2 separate regions of the Mus musculus genome follow, and region 2 is linked to region 1. The links are chromatin contacts, called in public Hi-C maps. All regions are on one chromosome and are shown on one strand. The core of a region is the stretch at or near the end of the contact, and the rest is flanking DNA. Distances in the headings are between cores, read along the strand shown.

Region 1 (2,700 bases), core at 146-2,645:
TTTAACACAAGTTTCCTTATCATTGAAACAGAAATAGCCTTATTCCCCACTGTAGAGTTCGTAAGAAGTTTAAATCAGATGAACCATGGAAGGCATTAAATACAGGGCCAAAGCAGCATGTGTTAGGTATTTTCGCTTTAATCTTGGCAGTGGTATTATTCAAGATGTAACTAGTATTCCCCCCTCACTTTTTTTTGTTTTGGTTTTTGGTTTTTTTTTTTTTTTTTTAGTTTCCCCTCTGTTTACTTTCCTCTAAGGTGTATGTTCCTTACTCTCTTCTTTGGTTTTTCATTTTTCTTCTGTTGATGTTTTCCAAACATTGTTTTTGGTGTTTTTTGTTTGTTTGTTTATTAACACAGCCTGTAATTGTTGCTTATAAGACAAGTGGAAAAGAAGTTTGCATGGCATTGCATGCTCTGGCCCTGAGTTTTTCTCTACTGTCCTTGCTGGGCTGTTCATTGGATACTGTGCTGTCCTCTCAGCGCTTAGTTCCTTCCCTAGTCCTAGCTAGAACTCATGAGTAACTCCTTGGCATTCAGAGTCCCACACACTGAAGTGTGAACGGATGCCCCGCCCCCTGCCTGCCCCCTCCACCCCACCCCCCCCCTTTCTTTTTCTTTCTTTTTTTTTTTTTTCTTCTTGCCTTTTCTGGCTGCACCATGTTTATTGGCTTCAGAAAATGTCACAAGAACATCCTAGCTATGATACTGCATTTTTATCTCTCTTTTTTTGTGTGTGTGACATGACTATAAGTTGAGTGGATTTGTTCTTGACAGAGAGAAGGCCTGTGACATTTCTAAACAAACAAAAATAGCAGCATTTGCTGTGTCGTGCCTGCTGCTCACAAAGCGTCCGCTCAGGTGGGAAAGGCTGAGTTTTCACTGAAGTTAAAATGAAAATTGTGAGTTTCAGCCAACATCAGACGACAGGCTTTATCTTGACAGGAAGCTTTAGAGATGTTGGTGCGATTAAAATACCAAGACGTGTTCAAGGTGGCCTTCTAGGAGCCTGGGTCTGCGCTGCATGCGCTATGCTTTTCAGAGAAACAAGGATATAGATGTGGTTTAACTTTAACCAGTGAGTGTGTTTGACTGACAGATGTCCAAATAACTAGTATTCTAAATGTATTGAAAAGTCAGAGAGCTTTGTCCACTTCACTGGCAGTCTGCCTAAATATTAATCTTTCAATTATGGATATATGTATATGTATATGTATATATATAACATGCCACACTATCACTAGGACCTGAGTTCAATCCCCTCAGAGTCCACATGAAAGGCTGGGTGTGTTAGAATGCTAGGGAGCCAGCAACAAAAGGCTCCCCTGAGGTTTTCCTGCCAGCCAGTTTAGGTGAGTTGGTGAGTTTCAAGTTCAGTGAGAGTCCCTGTCTCAGAAAATAGGATAGTGACACATGACATCAACATCTGGCTTCCACATGCATGCTACACTCGAGCATGTGCATACCTTCCCAAGTGAGCAAGCCAACTCCCTCCCCCCTCCACCAGGACCTTCCAGGATATTCTCCTCCCGCTTGAATGCACTTTCTCCTTCTCTTGCTGTGACTAATTTCTCTGTGTTCATTACTTCTCATTATTACAGTTGCTTCCTCAACACTGCCCCCCTTACCTCATTTCCTGTTCTTTTCCTCTCTAGCATTTACCATAGTTCATAACTGCGTTCGTGTGTGTAAACCCTTATATATAACAGTCAAGAAAAGAATAAACAACAAGAACAGCGCGTTGTCCTTGCACCTTTTTGATAGCTAACCTAAACAATCTACTTCTTACGAAACTTCCTCAAAGAAACCACTCTAGATACCCTGGCCTAGGTTTTGTTTGTTTTTTAAGGCAAGTTGTCCTTATGTATCCCAGAACTACCTCTACCTCCAAGTGCTGTGATTGAGCCAAGACTCTCAGCTTCCAGTCTAGTATTACCTCCATTGGAATAGCAACAACCCAGACAATTACGATTTATGAGTTAGATGTAACAACAAATAAAGGTTATGTAGACACAGATTCTGTCTTGATAGGACTCATAAGCCGAGATAAACATTTCTGGAGGGTTTCATGGTGAGTGTTGTCAGGAGAAGGTTCTGGAGTCTGTTTTGTGGAGAGGTGAACAGAGTGAGAGATGAGGCCGAAGCTCAGTGGGTTGAGAGGGAATAATTAAATTTTGCTGCATAATGAGGTTAGACGACTACTCTTGACATAAAAATGAACATGAGCCAAGACAGAGTGTATGGTATGTTTGGAAAACTGTGGGAAGTTCCGTGTGGCTGGAGTGGGTGTGAGGGTTTGCACAGAGAGTGACAGGAAATGACTTTGGAACAATAGACAGGCTTTGGTCCTGAGCCATCTGGACAGTTTCGCTAAGGATCCTGGGAGTGATGCTCTAGGCCGTGCTTGCTCTTTGTGCTCTGATCCTGCTACTGAGGGGATCCAAGTTGAGGAGACATGACCAGCTCTCTGTGAAGCCCTTTCTAAGAGAGCCTGTGGGATAGGGCAGTTAGGGGAGTGGACAGTGACAGATGCTCAGAAGAGAAGCGGTACCCTGGAAGACTTAGCTAGTTGCAGATGAACAAATGACGGAGCACTGCTGTTAAATATTTTCTTTTTGAAATTACCATGGTAATTTGCTTAGTGGAAAAAACTTGGAAAATGTAAAAAAAAAATTGTGAATAATGAGTACAAGAGATGTTC
Region 2 (2,802 bases), core at 241-2,740, 390 kb before region 1:
CTGTTGCTGTGATAAACATCATGACCAAAGGCAACTTGGTGAGGAAAGGATTTATTGCATTTTACAGATTAGAGGTTGTCATCAAGTAAAGTCAGAGCAGGAAGACATACGGGAACCTGAAGGCAGGAACTGAAGCTCACACTGTGTAGGAGGTGGCATATTAACTAACTCTCCATGGCGTACACAGCTACCTGCTTTTACAACTCTGTACTGCTTGCTCAGGGCTGAGGGCTGGGCTTTCTGCATCAATTAGCAACTAAGAAAATGTCCCACAGATCTGCTTACAGGCCAGCCTGACAGAGGCACTTCCTTAGTGGATGGTCCCTTTTTCCAGGTGTGTCAAGTTGACAACCATGACAGTTGGTTTTTGTGTTCTATTCCTAGCTGCTGCTTGAGTGACAGCTAGCGTCACTCCTACCCCTATCAATAATCCACAAAAGTTGCATCACTAGAACTCCCTGCCAGTTTGCAGGCAGCACCACCAAGAGTTGCCTCTCCCTCAGCAATTCTTCACTGTTTATAGGGAGGCCTTGTGAGTCTTGTAATTTATGGAGCTTTCTGAGCCTGGTACCATTACCTTCCTAAGCCTTATGAATCCCCTCTTTCTCCCAAGGAAGGAATGTTTCAGTTTGGGGGAAATGGGTACACAGCAATGATTGATACACCCAGGTGAGTATCTTCAGTCCAGAGCTCACTTTTCTGAACATATTATCACTATCTCTGACTGCTGCCTACATGTTGTCATTATGTTTCAGATAGACACCCCTCTCTAGACCTATTTCACACACAGCCTGCATCAGTTAACTGATGACAGTTCTATTCAAGTGATCAGATTGATTACCTTGCGCACTGCCCCCCAACCCCACTCCTTCACTGTCCTGACCACACTGGCCTGTTTGTTGGTCCTACAACATGCTAAGTATGAACTCATTTTTGGGGCATTGGTTTTCAACCTGTGAGTCACCACACCTCTGGGGGGTTTGAATGACTCTTTAACAGGGGTCACCTAAGGCCAATGAGAAAACTTAGATTTTTATATCACATTTTATAATAGTAGAAAAATTATAGTTATAAAGTATCAGTGAAAATAATTTTAGATTGGGGGGATGTCCCCACAACATGAGAAATTGTACTGAAGAGTTGAAAGCATTAGGAAGGTTGAGAACTATTGCTTTAAGTCTTAGATCTTCCAGCTCTTCTCAGTTTTAGAACGATCTTCCTTCTTTAAGTATTCATTTGTCAATTCCTCAAACTGTTGTTCAAAAGCTCTTTTAAAATGTGACTTTTGAGCCTCATTAGACTAGCTGGCTAATTAAATTGCATCCTTGCTCACTGTATCCCGCCTTTACTTCCTCTCTCTGTTCTACCTTCCCTTATTCAAAGCATGTGTAATATACTAGTATTTTTAACTGTATTAGTCAGGGTTCTCTAGAGTCAGAGAACTCATGGAATGTTTCTATATATAAAGGGAAGTTATTGTGATGACTTTCAGTCTATAGTCCAGCTAACACAACAATGGACAGCTATAGATGGGAAGTCAAAAATCTAGTAGTTGCTCAGTCCCAGAAGGCTAGTTGTTTCAACTGGTCATCTCTATAAGCTGGAATCTTGAAGGAGTAGGTTCCAACAGATGTGTTGGCAAGGAAGTGCAAGCAGGCAAAGAGTGAGCCTTCCTTCTTTCATCAACCAGCAGAAGGTATGGCCCAGATTAAAGGTGTGTACTACCACGCCTGGATTTGGAACTCGATTTGTCCCAGGCTGGCCTTAAACTCAGATCTGTTTGCCTCAGTCTCCTAGGATTAAAGGCATGTACTACCTTGCCTGGGCTTAAGATTTTCATGACCACTGTACCTCAAGATGTGGATCAAAATCATGTGTCATCCCATGTCAAGATCTGGGACAGAAGCCTGTGTCTTCCAGCCTCATGATCTGTATCACAGGTATGCCCTCCATTTCTGAATTGCAGTTCATTCCAGATGTAGTCAAGTTGACAACCAGGAATAACCATCACAATAACTATTTACTTAATGTGCTAATTGTTTATGGTCTTGACATCAACTGGAATATAAACTCCTAAGGAACAAGGATCTTTGTTCTTTAAAATCAATGTTTCATCAGTATCTATAACAGTGCTTTCCTTAATCCACCAACTCAAAATTATGTTAAATGATACCTTAAAAATCTTAGTAGGTTTCAACTTCAACTAAAATATTTTCTAATTTGCTAATTTGGTTTGTTTGTTCTTTTAATCCGTGAGTAATTAGCAGTATGTATGTTTAATTTGCAAGTATTTGGAGTTTCCAAGACTGATTTCTATTTAAGACCTATTGTAGACAGAAAATATGCTATATTTATGTGACTTTTAATTCCTTTCATTTTTTTTGAGACTTGTTTTATATTCTGTATCATGGTTAATCTTGTTAAATATTCCATGTGCTCTTGAAATGCATGGTAAACCTATTTTATTCCCATATTTTTTAACCTATCTGTGTCTTTATACTCAAAATGAATTTCTAAATGATAGAATACAGTAAATATTGATTTTTAATTCAAGTTGACAATCTCTTCCATTAACTGGTACATTTAGGCTATTTATATTTAATATAATTATTGTTATTTTTAGATTTAGATCTATCATCTTTCCAGTTATTTTCCATTAGGTTTTTTTCTTATAATTATTGCTGAATTACATTTTTCTCTCTCTCTCTCCTTTTTTTAAAATAAAAACCTATAGGGCTGGCCATATACAGCTTTAACTTATCCAATATTACTTGATAACCTCATTATATGATTTAAACAATG

Evidence for each region. A called contact is a pair of places that touch in the nucleus more often than the background predicts.
Region 2: a contact with region 1 is called in a Hi-C map of bone marrow-derived macrophages, with 15 read pairs. The contact joins two enhancer-like sites. A contact is called at or near these places in 1 of 15 datasets of contacts at CTCF or cohesin (the NIH/3T3 cell line), 1 of 484 Hi-C or Micro-C datasets (bone marrow-derived macrophages), 1 of 115 datasets of contacts at active chromatin or transcription factors (bone marrow-derived macrophages) and 1 of 9 other capture datasets (embryonic stem cells).

The regions. Positions count from the first base shown.
Region 1 is chr2:60,922,171-60,924,870 of GRCm38.p6, reverse strand. It overlaps a transcript of Rbms1 not described here. Among named protein-coding and RNA genes, the nearest start is that of Rbms1, 42 kb to the right of the region's middle. Within about 2 kb of position 1,395, at least 90 of the 459 cell types and tissues checked have an H3K27ac peak or open chromatin away from gene starts, as enhancers often do. A contact at or near this core is called in bone marrow-derived macrophages, where this site is marked.
Region 2 is chr2:61,312,574-61,315,375 of GRCm38.p6, reverse strand. No RefSeq gene overlaps it. Among named protein-coding and RNA genes, the nearest start is that of Gm26422, 34 kb to the right of the region's middle. Within about 2 kb of position 1,490, at least 3 of the 459 cell types and tissues checked have an H3K27ac peak or open chromatin away from gene starts, as enhancers often do. A contact at or near this core is called in bone marrow-derived macrophages, where this site is marked.